Regions from separate parts of the Zea mays genome. Here all the other regions are linked to region 1. A link is a contact called in public Hi-C data. All regions are on one chromosome and are shown on one strand. The core of a region is the stretch at or near the end of the contact, and the rest is flanking DNA. Distances in the headings are between cores, read along the strand shown.

Evidence for each region. A called contact is a pair of places that touch in the nucleus more often than the background predicts.
Region 2: a contact with region 1 is called in a Hi-C map of ear, with 2.9 times the contacts expected there. The contact joins the promoter of LOC103650692 here to the promoter of LOC100283214 in region 1. A contact is called at or near these places in 4 of 25 Hi-C or Micro-C datasets (ear, leaf and tassel).
Region 3: a contact with region 1 is called in a Hi-C map of ear, with 2.4 times the contacts expected there. The contact joins the promoter of LOC100285818 here to the promoter of LOC100283214 in region 1. A contact is called at or near these places in 5 of 25 Hi-C or Micro-C datasets (ear, leaf, tassel and 1 more).

What each region holds. Positions count from the first base shown.
Region 1 is chr3:147,108,402-147,113,096 of Zm-B73-REFERENCE-NAM-5.0, reverse strand. It overlaps LOC100283214 (eukaryotic translation initiation factor 4E-1), which reads left to right and starts at 1,846. Exons shown (of 5, transcript NM_001366957.1): 1 at 1,846-2,148; 2 at 3,583-3,748; 3 at 3,847-3,972; 4 at 4,490-4,555; 5 at 4,637-4,695. The coding sequence starts at 1,895. The coding sequence ends at 4,687.
Region 2 is chr3:147,364,603-147,369,297 of Zm-B73-REFERENCE-NAM-5.0, reverse strand. It overlaps LOC103650692 (dehydration-responsive element-binding protein 1F), which reads left to right and starts at 2,558. Exons shown (of 1, transcript XM_008676258.2): 1 at 2,558-3,370. The coding sequence starts at 2,558. The coding sequence ends at 3,295. LOC100158231 (isopentenyl transferase IPT1) reads left to right here. Exons shown (of 10, transcript NM_001127724.2): 9 at 1-85; 10 at 180-657. The coding sequence ends at 320.
Region 3 is chr3:147,292,883-147,297,577 of Zm-B73-REFERENCE-NAM-5.0, reverse strand. LOC100285818 (Chloroplast outer envelope 24 kD protein) reads right to left here and starts at 2,435. Exons shown (of 2, transcript XM_008676257.3): 1 at 2,029-2,435; 2 at 686-1,110. The coding sequence starts at 2,253. The coding sequence ends at 991. It overlaps TRNAL-UAA (transfer RNA leucine (anticodon UAA)), which reads left to right and starts at 203; the gene lies at 203-286.

The sequences.
Region 1 (4,695 bases), core at 597-3,096:
GTGACCTTTGGCACCCTTGATAACTACCGAACTGAGTTCCTACGCTTTGAGGTGGCTCGGTTCGAGTGCGGCTACAACACCATCAACGGGAGGCCGGGGCTGGCCAAGTTCATGGCCATCCCCCACTACCCTTATATGGTGCTCAAGATGCCCGAGCCCTAGGGTGTCATCACCATCCATGCTGACTTCCAAGGAGCAGCAGAGTGCTACCCGGGGGCCATCCAAATGACACTCACCATCGGCCCCTTGGCGGCACCACGAACACCGACGACGAACGCTGACACATCACCGGGGGATGACCTCATGATCCTGGCGAAAGAAGAAACCTTGGCCACTTCCATACGGTTAGTTGAAGAAACCAAGAAGGCCGACCTTGGCCTCCTTGACGCACGCAAGACGACGACCATTAGCTCCAGCCTCACCGGCAAATAGGAAGACATGCTCATCCGGTTCCTGCAGGACAACCGAGACGTGTCTGCATGGCATCTCACAGACATGCCCGGAGTTCCCAAGGAACTGACTGAGCACAAACTGAAGGTGTACCTGCAAGCAAAACATATCCGACAGAAGCTGCCGCTTTACACCTGATAAGAGAAAAGCCATACGAGCCGAGTTAGCTCGCCTAGTAGCTGCTAGCTTCAATAGAGAAGTGACGGATCTTGAGTGGCTTGTGAATTTTGTTCTTGTACTCAAAAGGAATAAAGTTTATTGGCGCATGTGCGTCGACTATACTGATCTCAACAAACACTATCCGAAGGATCCCTTCGGGCTCCCTAGAATAGACCAAGTAGTCAACTCTACCGCGGGGTGTTCCATGCTCTCCTTCCTGGACTGTTACTCGGGATACCACCAGATGGGTCTAGTGGAGGAGAATCAAGAGGAGGATTCAGGAGAAGACGTCGTTCATCACACCCTTCAGGGTGTTTTGTTACACCTCCATGTCGTTCGGCTTAGAGAATGCTAGGGCGACCTACCAGCGGGCCATCCAAACATACTTAGCCGACCACTGGGGCAAACGTGTGGAAGCCTATGTCGATGATGTTGTAATCAAGACAAAGGATCCAGAAAACTTCATTGACGACATCCAACAAGTTTTTCAATAGCCTGAGGCGCTACCGTTGAAAGCTTAACCCCAACAAGTGTGTGTTCGATACTTGGTTTCATCATCAGCTATCGGGGGATTGAAGCCAACCCTAAGAAGATTGAATCCATACTGCGGATGGAGCCATCACGATCGCAAAAGGTCCAGAAGCTTACTGGATGCATGGCAGCGCTGAGTCATTTTATTTCATGGCTCGACGAAAGAGGCATGCTATTGTACAAGCTGCTCAAAAGGTGGACAGGTTCTAGTGGACTCCTGATACCCAAGGAGCATTCGAGGATCTCAAAAAGTTCCTAACAACCCACCCGTCCTCAAGCCGCTTAACCGGACCACCAGCGACCAGCCGGTCCAGAATCTGCTACTGTATATCTCATACAAGACTCACGTGGTAAGCACCATGTTGGTAGTTGAGCGGAAGGAGGAAGGACACGCACCTCCGGTTCAACATCCAATATCTTTCATCAGTGAAGTCATCGGGCCCTCAAGATCAGATACCCACAGGTCTAGAAGTTGTTGTACGTGGTGCTCCTCAGTACTCGAAAACTGCGCCACTATTTCGACGACCACAAAATCGTAGTAGTCACAGAAGTTGGAAGAACAACAACTGTGTATAATACAAGTGATCAATGGAACCATGTTTAGCTTAAAAAAAGACCGCAGACCCGCAGACTGTCAGCCGTTAAAAAAAAGAAAAAGGAAAAAATAAAAACCAGACAGCCAGCCCCGAGCCCCAAACGGCCAAACCTCCTTGGACACGACTCGCCGCACCCATCCCCATCCGCCGCCGCTGCCATGGCCGACGAGATTGACACGAGGCCGGCCTCCGCGGGCTCCCGCGGCCGTCCTGCGCACGCTACCGAGGACGACGACCGGGAGGAGGGCGAGATCGCCGCCGACGCCCCCTCGCCCGCCCTCCCCGCCGCGCACCCGCTCGAGCACTCGTGGACCTTCTGGTTCGACAACCCGCACGGCAAGAACAAGATGGCCGCCTGGGGGAGCTCCATCCGACCCATCCACACCTTCTCCACCGTAGAGGACTTCTGGGGGTGCGTCCGACTATCTCTCTCTGACACATGCACACCTCTTAACCTCCTTTCCCTCCTCTCACACTCTCACAACTACTGGTACAAGTCCAGATTCACAATATACGAGCCAAATCTGCCATGGTTTACGGATCTTGGATCTCTAGATTAATTAACGCATTAGTTTCTGACTATGCCTAATCCATAGCACTCTCATTCAGCTTCTAACACTTGTTTATACAGCGGGAAAGATCAATTCTGAGAGCATAGTTACTGTCTTAGCTTCATTTGCAAGGCGCCTATCCGAAGCAGATATTCATTTTCACATGTTTTTTGCTCACCTAGTTATTCTAGCCATTTAGAGATTTATCCCCGAAACCACGCAAACCTGTTGTTCTGATGTTGCGAGCTGTCTCTGCACTTTTTACATGTTTTTGCCCCTGCTATATCATAGATATTAGCCTTCTCATTTGCCTTTTTAGAAGCAGCTGTCGATCAATCTTACACCTCTTTCGGTTTGATTCATGCACATACTGTATGAAATCTTTATTGGGTAAGCATGGTATGTTTCCATTCTCAAACATCTCCAGACCTACCTGCTAGTCCTTGTTCATACTCAAACACACGCCTTGACAAGTCTACAGTCAGTGGTGGATCCAGGAATGGATCAAAAGAGGGGCTATAAGGCACACTTGACGGAGACGCCAGCGTATGCGGCGGACGTCTTAGGGGCAGCCAGCGGTGTGCTGCAGGCTTGGCGTGCTGCAGCAGCCTGCCTGCAGCTTGTGCCTTGCATTGGTCGCTGAGCACCTGTGCGCTGCTAGCTGCTGTAGCTGCTTTAGGTGTGTCGGCCATCCACACTGCTAGCTGCTGTGGATGCCCGCGCTGCCGCGCTGGTACTAGCGGCGTGGACGGAGGCCGGACGCAGGTGCTGAATGGCGCGGCCAGGAAGGAGGTTGTGACCTATTTTAGTTGGACTTTGTGGGCTAAAATGATGGTATAGTATAGGTGCTATTGGGCTGCGACTGGGGCTTCAACCCTAGCCCTAGATTCGCCCCTGTCTACAGCTACAGTTGGTATTAAGTCAAAGTGACACCCGCCTCATGGATCTAGTTTATATGAGAAAATTCAATCTCTGTCATGACGCAAAATCTGTAATGTATATTTTTTTATATTCAGAACCCGAGATTCGATTTGATCTGATGAACTGAGCTTCATAGGTTATTGGCTCTCTTGCTTGACTTCCTGTCGAGTTTCTTAACGGTTGTGGTGCGTGATCGAAAGTTGGAAGGTCTGATATTTAATAACCCTTCCTCTCTTCCTTGTGATAAGTGCTCTTGGTCTAATCCCGTGTCAGACATGTGCTGATCTATCTTTGGTTTGGTCCTTTTGTGTCCCCGTCCAACTTTGGCTTTCGTCTATAAATATATTCCATCTAATGGATCTGTGATTTCGCAGCCTCTACAATAATATCCATCACCCTAGCAAGTTGATCGGTGGAGCTGACTTCCATTGCTTCAAGAACAAGATTGAGCCAAAATGGGAAGACCCTATTTGTGCTAATGGCGGTAAATGGACCATCAGCTGTGGAAGAGGAAAATCTGACACGCTGTGGCTGCACACCGTAAGCAGTTTTATTTTATCAGAAAAGGGAGTTTTGTTCTTGACATCTGTCCTTATTATAGCCTCCAGTCCTCCACCCTTACACACTGTTTCTTGTAGCTGTTGGCTATGATCGGCGAACAATTCGACTATGGTGATGAAATTTGTGGAGCAGTAGTCAGCGTGCGTAGCAAGCAGGAAAGAATAGCTATCTGGACAAAAAATGCTGCTAATGAAGCTGCTCAGGTACGGTCGTATGGGTGCTGCAGCCTGCAGTCGCATCTCTTTCTAAGTTGCTTTTAAAAACAGCTTGTTTCCTTTCTCCTATGCAATCATCACACTTTTATGATAGTTTTCGGTTTCACGATGAATACTTGTACAACAACCTATATATTTTCCATGTTTACAAATAATATACTTTTTCCCTGATACAATTCCAATATTATCATACATGCAAATTGTCAGGTTTGAGTTATTATTCCATATAAGCGTGCTGTGTTATCGATGTAACCCTGATATACGAAAGAATAACGAGGAAAACAGAAGGGGGGTGTTGGTTGGGGATCCGGCTGGTAGTTGGCCATTTCCATGGTGCTATGTTGAGAATTGTTTTTTTGATACCATGCTTTACAGTATTTTTTTTGGGGGGGGGGGGGGGGGGGGGGGGGGGGGGGGGGGGGGGCTTATGTAAGTTCATTTGGATGCCAGCATCCTCCTGACATGCTTGACATAAGGTTCTGAACATGTCCCCCCTTCCTTTCAGATAAGCATCGGGAAGCAGTGGAAGGAATTTCTGGATTACAAGGACTCCATTGGATTCATTGTTCATGTGAGTACCAGTGCTCATTGCTTAAGCCACCCCTCCTCTCATAAGGCGTGCCTACTCTCACTTGGCCCTCTTTGGCTGCAGGACGATGCAAAGAAGATGGACAAGGGACTGAAGAACCGTTACACGGTTTGATCCCAGAG
Region 2 (4,695 bases), core at 1,309-3,808, 260 kb before region 1:
TTTGTCGGACAATTCCACTGTTTTGCCAAGCACAAGCGCAAGTGACCCCTCTTCAAGAGAGCTGTGGACGCAATATGTGTGCGAGGTGAGTCTAGTTTTTTTTCCTTCTTTCTGAGAGCTGTACTGTCTGCATAGGAAGGAAAAGCAGACATAAGAAAAGCATGCATGCGGATGTACAGGCCTGCGGCAACCGGGTGCTGCGAGGTGCGCACGAGTGGGAGCAGCACAGGCAAGGGCGAGGCCACCGGAAGCGAGTGCAGCGCCTGAAGCAGAAGAGCCTGAGGCCATGGCCATCGCTGCTGCCCCAAGACCGCAGCTGATGGTAACTTTTTCACAGCAGAACCGGCGAGAAGTGGGACGGGGACGTTGACGTGGACATGGTCGTCTCGTCCCACCCAAAAAAGCGTGCCAGCCTGACAGCGACATGCTTTCCCAATCCCGAATTCCTGGCACGTCGACGGGGGGACTACCTCCATGCCTTTTAGCAGCGGAAGAAGCAGGCACCAAAGAACTGCTTATCAAAAGTATTGTACCACACGTACGACGGGTCTAGAAGCCACAGAAACGTAGTGTGGAAGTGGATAGATACTTGAACAATGGTCCATCTTTCTATACTGCTAAAGTTTAGCATATGCTAAGGAGGTGTTTAAGATTGCTAAAATCTCTATTTTCAAAACCGAAGTATTGCAAATACTGTAGTTATTTTAAGCTATTCTAAACTTAGGTCTGGACCTTAGTTTGCAAAACTGTATTGACCACAGTTTGTAAAACTGTATTATTTCAAACTGTGGTATTGTAATTACTAAAGTAAAAACTGTATTATTTCAAACTGTGGTATTGTAATGACTAAAGTATATTATAGTATTTTAAAAACTGTGGTTTCTAAAATGGGCTTAAACTTTGGTTAAACTTTAGAACTTGAGACATGTTTGATGCAAGTGTTTAACATATTATCCCTAATTAATGTGGAAGCTAGCGTCACCTGCGTGACAGCAGAAGCTAGCGGTCAGTTGTGGGAGGAGAGAGAGAGAGAAGAATTTGGTGGGGAGGGGGAGTGAGAAATGGTTCTAGGGGACTATTTTTAATATAGTTTAGCATCTTTGGTAATGCTAATGAATGCTAAATTTTGGTACACCACTTATAGGAATTCTGTTGTTTCTTTAGTAGCTAAACTTTACCAAAAAAATGTAGTGCTAAACTTTTGTAAGAGGAGTCAAACGGGGCCTAATTGGCATGCTTTATCACATGAATCACATGGAATCTAGACGCTCAATTAATAAACACTTGCCAAATTTAGTTATAATTATTGATAAAATACAACCATAGCACAACTAAGAGCTTAGACTCCATTTGAATTTACTAGAGCTAATAGTTAGCTGACTAACAAATAGTCGGCTGACTATTAGCTACTTTTTAGCTAGATTGAACCACCTAATAACTAATGGTGGTTAGGGTTTAGCTAATAGTTAACTAGACTATTATGTATGGATGTTTGAAGGTCTCTAACTAAAAGTAGCTAATATATAAACTATTAGTTAGGTTTGTTTACATATCTCTGTTCAATATTAACAGCTAACTATTAGCTCTAGTGAGCTTTAGTCACAACTGATAAGGCAGCACATTACTTATAAAATTACAAATATTAAGGGGCTTCGTCATGTCGCACCACACCAGAGTTGTGACGGACTGACAGCCGATTTGGGCGTCGTGACTTAGACTTTCTTCAACAGTTTACCTATATCCTTACTCATATTCAAACTCCACTATACGAACATTGTAGTTTATAGTGCAAAACGGTAGTTATAGATAAACTTTAGATAAACTGGAGTCGGCCTTAGTCCTTCGACGCCGCACACCCAACAGGCTGAAGCCTGCATCTCCTCTCCTCAGTAAGATTGGCTCCAACAAGATACTCTAAAAGCTCTTGTACCTTAAATATAGAGGATCAAATGGTCCACTACGCTCTACAGCAGCGTCCTTTAAACGATCCTCTAAATTTATAGGACGCTGCTGGATTTTCTATATATAGAGTTTCTCTAAACGATCCTCTATCCATTTGAATACTTTAAATAACCGGTTTAATAAAACTAAAATATGTAAAATACATTTGATAGTATGACAAATGCGTATGTACAAAAATTAAAAATAAAAATATCTCTAATATAGGTATTTACGTATAGAGGACGTGATTTAGAGGATGTTGTTGGAGAGGAATGAGATATAGAGGATGAAATCTTTTAGAAAAAACTGTAAAAAAATGGATATAGAGAACGTTGCTCGAGATAGCCTAACGGCGAGAAAAGTGGACGCAGGCGCGCACGTGTTCCATTTACAGAATTCGCACGCTCCCCACGTGAGTAAAAATGCGTAGCGGGTACCCGTGCCTGCCCAGCCGCTCTCCTCGGTTCACACCCATCACCCAGACCCACAACCTCAAGTCCGTCGTGTTCGCTTCGATGGCCAAGTCGACGGGTCCTCATCGAACATACACATAAACCTCACTTATATCCCCGCCTTGCTCTCTCAAGAGACCCAGTCACTTGCCGCCGACCGGGCCATGGACGCCGACGACTCCTCGTACGCATCGTCCTCCTCGTTCTCTCCGCCGCCGTCCCCCGCCGATCATCTCCGCCTGCCCCCGAAGCGGCGTGCGGGCCGCAAGAAGTTCCGGGAGACGCGGCACCCGGTGTACCGCGGCGTGCGCGCGCGCGCCGGTGGCACCCGCTGGGTGTGCGAGGTGCGGGAGCCGCAGGCGCAGGCGCGCATCTGGCTCGGCACCTACCCGACCCCGGAGATGGCCGCGCGCGCGCACGACGTCGCCGCCATCGCGCTCCGCGGCGCCACCGCCGCCGACCTCAACTTCCCGGACTCTGCCCACGCGCTCCCGCGCGCGCGCACCGCCGCGCCCGACGACATACGACGCGCCGCCGCGCAGGCCGCCGAGCTCTACCGCCCGTCTCCTTCTTCCTCTTCCGCCTCCGGCCTGCTGCTGCACCACGGCCGCCGGACGATCGCTGCCCCGCCACCGCCGCTCTCACTGCCGCCGCCGGAGGCTTCTTCTACCTGCTGCTGGACGACCAGTACAGGAACCCGAGGAGCAGGTACCACGCCGACCTGCTGCGACGGCTTCCTGGACGAGGATTCCATCTTTGACATGCCAGGGCTCATCCACGACATGGCCTGGGGGATGCTGCTCACGCCACCAGCCATGGGCCGGGGCCTCGACTGGGGCGCCCTTGACGACGACGACGACCATAGCCACGTCGACTGCACGCTCTGGACGCTGGACGGATGATGTGATGACAATCATATAATTCCACACAAATTGTACGGATGTTTTTGCCACCCAAATAAACGTGTGCTTCCTATAGATGGCCATTTGACAGTAACACGATGGGCCAGCCCAGGCACGGCACGAAAAAGCACGGTTCAGGCACGATCCGGTCCGATTAGTATAGTGCCAGTGCCTGGCACGACACGGCTATAGTGCCGTGCCTGAGCCACTATCTCGACCTGTAGTGCTGGCACAGGCACGACACGGTTACATTTTTTATTTTAAAAATAATAGTTTACATATATTAAGTATAAGAATTTAACATATAACACAATAAAACTGCACCTACACTGGTTAGATGGATGCGTTTAAGTCTCTTATGCACTAGGTTGTTACTTTGAGCCCCCACAACTACATATTTTTTGCTAAATTCTACAATATACTCAGATGGACCATAGTATCACCGGGCCGGCCCGGCACGACTAGCAGGCTAACGGACCGTGCCTGGGCCGCGGCAGCGGCACGCCGGCCCATCTGACACGACACGCTTCGCTAGCCGGACCTGGCGGGCCGTGCCGGCCCGTTTGGCCATCTATAGTGCTTCCCATTGCAAAATCAGGCTACCTTATTTTATTTTAAAGAAAACTAGTAGAATGCGTGCGTTACGACAATATACAATCATATTTATGATGTTTATGGTGGTCGAGCAATAGAGCTACGATGTGGAGGCTTATAACGTGAGTACGAGTGTAATTGATCACGATCCAAATACTCCTTCACAATTTCTTAGGATCTTTAAATAAATTTTAGTTCAAAATGAATAGAAATAGAGTCAATTCCTAATCCGATCATATCTTAAACTAGGTACGTGCCCGTGTGATGCCACGAAACACAAATTGACGAGTCTTCAACGGCTCAGGGTCCTGACGATGGATGGCATGAGTAAAATGGTGACGGCAAAATCCGTGATGGATCGCTGGCGAGGACCTACGGTGATGCAGGCGACGGAGAGCGGGTGTGCACGACTACATAATATAGTCTTTAGAAGTGGTTTATTGGCAGCTTGTTCAAAGCTACATCGGAAGTCGTTTGAACTCACCACTCATGTAAGGGTTTAGGGTCCATCTAAATAATAGTTTTACACAAATTATAGCCCAGGTTTCAGCCTACCCAAAATGTATATTCCTATCCGTACACATGTAAGGTCAGCATTGTTTTAGTTGTAATATCACCTTAGCTACAGATTAGAGGGTAACAGAAGAAAAAAACCTTAAGTAGCAACAGTGGAACAAAAGGTGCATTGCCGGTTAAAACAATCCAACACTACAAAAAGTAGAAACTAAACATAACATCCTAAAGAACGTGTCATACGATCAAGTTTTCAATTCTGTATTGAAGAAGAGGATAGCATATAGCAGCAT
Region 3 (4,695 bases), core at 1,186-3,685, 180 kb before region 1:
CTACTACTTCCATCCTTGTGCCAGCACTCTAGGTAACTGACATCAGTCATGTAGGGTTTGCTGCACTAAGCCAGTAAAATCTTTACTCCAATGGTTCAGGTTCTCAACGTTTCACTCTGGTCTGAAGTCTGAATGAATGGATATAAATAAATAATAACAAATTTGATATATATTATACTACAAAGGTACCAATATTAAATCAGCTGGTTTGCCCGAGTGGTTAAGGGGGAAGACTTAAGATCTTCTGCAGTTGAACTGCGCGTGGGTTCGAACCCCACAGCCAGCATTTTTTTCAAAATTTCTTATATTTAGTTTTTAAGTTTTTGTTTTACCTCTAATTTTTAAATTCCTCTTATAAACTTTTCGTTTTTTGTTTTAAAATTTTGAATTCTTTAAAGTTTTTATTCTTTCCTCCTTTCAGTTTTTTAAATTTTACTTTTAAAAAATCGAAGCAATTTTTTACGTTTTTCCTTTTCATTTGTTCCTCTCGATGCCATTTATTTTGATTGAGTGGCTTCATATGCAAATGTGCAGTGACATTTTCTCCTAGAAAAATATGTGTTGCAGGTAACTGACCGGTTTTAGTCGGCTTCGAGATTTTTAGCAGCAAACTTGGTTAATATTTTGCCAAAAAGCAAAATTCTTAGTAACCAATTTAACCCAACTGTTTTTCTGAATTCACCGGTGAAATTAACCAGATGCCTGCCAAAAATTAGCCACCTGATGGTTCTCTTCCACGCATGTTCATTGACAGACATTGTTTATCAGTAGAGTGAACAGGCAGGTGCCACACCTCAGATAAAAAGGATCCCACTAGAGTGAAAAAGGGGGAGAATGTAACTTGCAAATTGTCAGGAAAATACATAAATCCACAGCAACATCGATGACCATTATATGATGCATTAGCTAGAATGATCCATCATCGTTGGCTTATCACGAAACGGCATTCATCTTCGCGGGTAGCCTAGTCCACGCAGCAGCAACCGGAGATTAAGTCGATCTGTCCGGTGCATTCCCATCCCCAGCATCAGGTGAGTCCTTTCTGTCCTGGTTCTCCTTCCTCTTAGCCCACGCCCATCTCAACACAATGAACGCCCCAAGCGCATACACCTGAGCAAAGGAAGTGTCATATTTCCACAAGTCCACAATATATCATATAGTACAAGAATAGTTAGAGAGAAAGCAAAATACAAGCAAATATTTGGCATAATGAAATAACCCCAGGAAACAAAGGTAGACTTTCTCTTATGGGGTAACATACTATATCTCAATGGTTTGTACCAGGTGCACAATAATAATAGGCTCATAACTTTGTCTGGGTTTTCTAATAAAGTGCTGGGGAGCTAAACTCCACAGTTTGTTTACAAAAAAAAGGCTAATAACAGTAATACGATATGCAGCATATAAAGCGCTTAAATCTTGTTAGTGTTGGATAACATCTGTAGAACATAGATAGCAAATGAGAGGGCCTTGAAGACATGCAACCGACCTTGTTGATCTTACCACCCTGCCAAAACTAACAATGAAAGCGTACCTGTCCTACAAGTGATTCTGAATCTAGATGATGCACGTTTCTACTTTGACAGCGGACAACGTTTGCAGCGTAATATACACTGCACAACCTACAACGGCATATTGTGTAGGTGTTAACTTGCAACTCAATCAGTCAGCAATTTTTGCATCCGGACAGTCTATTGCATAGTATATCGGTCACATGGTTTCTAGGAGATGTGGTTCTGAAACAAACTAATTTATGTGCTGAGGAATGAGGAGCAGGCTAATCCCCAACAGATATAACAGTACAAGAAACCATAACTCCAATCAAGCAAATATGGCCAATGTTGTGGACAGCCATACTGCACCCAATTCCATCTCGGTCTGATGGCAGGAGCGAGAAGAATGCCCACTGCAATAGTAACATCCACAAACAGTGATTCACTAGGAAACCGGGCAATCGCTACCGCAACAAGGGATTAGGGGTGGCTTAACCTAATCTAGTCTACGGTCCAACTTGGAACGGAGGCGTACCTGCCAGAGGTTGCGCGGGGCCATCTCCTCCTCGGTGGCGGGCGGCGGCGGGACGCCCTCCTCCTCCTCGAGCTTTATTGGCGGCGGCTGCCGTGCCTTGTGGCGCTCCGCATCGGGGAAGAAACGCACCGTAGACGGCGGCCCGCGGCGAGACTCCGCGTCGGCAGCGCCGGCCCCATCCGCCGAGTTCTTGGGCTGGTCCGGCGCACTCCCGGCGTTGCCCATAGCGTCCGCTGCCTCCTCGCAACCCCCGCTTGCTGTATCCTCTTCCTCTATCACCCAAGAGCGGCGGCCCCAACACTCTCTCACCTCGTTAGCAAGGCAGCGTCTTTTTCTCTTCTCTTCTCTTTTCTTTTCTCCTACCCATCATTCTTTTTTTTAAGAAATAGTTTAGCTTTCATTCTTTTTTTAATACCACCTCTGTTCTTAATACTTATCGTGAGCTAGTTTATTTTTAAACTAAAATGTAACAAATAAAAAAGAATGAACAAATTATTTCGAAGAAGAAAAACCATACCCTGATTTAAAGTCCTAAATTATTCACACTCTTAGATGATGTCGCGTCAAGTAAGACATCTGATATTTTGAGTTGTTTGGGATGGCTCTAGGTTCAGCTACACTGTGGATCTATAGTTTATAATATCAATTTAAATAGTCTTAAGAATATTTTTATCTAAATAATAAATAAAATGGCTTATCTAAATGTATTCTTGATTACAGCTCCAGCTCCATGATTTTTTGGAGCACCTAATGACATGCTCCACCAACTCCACCAAAATTTTCTAGAGCTAGAGATATCCCAAACATGACCTTAGTCTTAGCTAATGTGGTGCCACGTACAACCAACAAAAGTGAACAGTCATCATATAGCAGTAGAAGTTGAAGGATAAAAAATGCTCTCTCCTTAAAATACAGTTTAGCAAAACTATTCCTAGACTAAATTTATTCCAATAGCTACCGTGAGAGCTCCACCAAACAAGTTCACAGTAAGGTGAACATTATTCTTCAACAACACCCACACCACCACCACCCCCAAAGACTTCCACATACATGTGGTGTTTGGCAGCATCAATGCCATGTAGTAAATGCCGGAATATATGAACTAACAAAAGTGAACAATCATCATCTAGTAGTAGCAAGTATACTCAACGAAAAAGAGCAGCTCTCGCCAATGAAATGACTTGACACAACAGGAGCAACCAACAACCCAACCCACACATATCACATACGAATATTAACATTCCTTGGCAGCAGCATGGACATCTAGGGCCTCAAAACGATTACATATGTATTCTGACTTCCAATACATCTACGATTAGGGCTCTAGACGAGAACTGTCTCGCCACCCCAACCACCGCCACCTTAAGGTTCGAGGCAGGGAACATGGGATTAATTCGTTGCTGAAGCCTGCAACATTTGCCTCTTCACAACTTCTTTGTATGTCTTGTGATGATACATCAATGTTGTCTCTAGCAGATCCTTGAGAGACGTCTTTGGATTCCAACTTACATTCAGATTCAGTAGGCATCTGGCCATTAGTGTCACAACTTAGGGGGCCAGGAAACTGAAAGTCGCCTAGAGGGGGGTGAATAGACAAATCTGAAATTTATGAACTTTAAGCACAACTACAAGCCGGGGTTAGTGTTAGAAATAAAGTCGAGTCCGAAAGAGAGGGTGAAAACAAATCACAAGCAAATGAAAGCGGATGACACAATGATTTGTTTTACCGAGGTTCGGTTCTTGCAAACCTACTCCCTGTTGAGGTGGTCACAAAGACCGGGTCTCTTTCAACCCTTTCCCTCTCTCAAACGGTCACCTAGACCAAGTGAGCTTTTCTCCTCAATCAATTAGGTCACTTAGACCCCACAAGGACCACCACAACTTGGTGTCTCTTGCTTTGATTACAAAGGTGTTGAGAACAAGAATGAGAAAGAAGAAAAGCGATCCAAGCGACAAGAACTCAAATGAACACAAATATCTCTATCTCACTAGTCACTAAATGGTTGGAGTGATCTTGGACTTGGGAGAGGATTTGATCTCTTGTTTGTGTTTTGGAGTGAAGTCTAGAGCTCTTGTATTGAATGCAATGGCTGAAAACTTGGATACTTTGAAGTGGTGGTGGTTGGGGGTATTTATAGCCCTAACCACCAAACCAACCGTTGGGGTTGGGCTGTTGTCAATGGGCGCACCGGACAGTCCGGTGCGCCACCGACACTGTCCGGTGCGCCAGCCACGTCACCCAACCGTTAGGGTTCGACCGTTGGAGCTCTGACAGATTGGGGCACCGGACAGTCCGGTGGTGCACCAGACAGTCACTGTTCACTGTCAGGTGCGCCTTCTGGCGCCTGCTCTGATTCTGCGCGCGCTGTCCGCGCACTGTTCACGTTCACAGTTCACTTTTGCAGACGACCGTTGGCGCAGTAGCCGTTGCTCCGCTTGGCACACCGGACAGTCCGGTGCAACACCGGACAGTCCGATGAATTATACCGGAGTGGCTCTCCAAAAACCCGAAGCTGAGCAGTTCAGAGTTGATCTCCCTGGTGCACCAGACACTGTCCGGTGCACCAGACCAGGGCAACCTTCGGTTGGTTTTGCTCCTTTCTTTTTGAACCCTAACTTTAACTTTTTATTGGTTTGTGTTGAACCTTTGGCACCTGTAGAACTTAT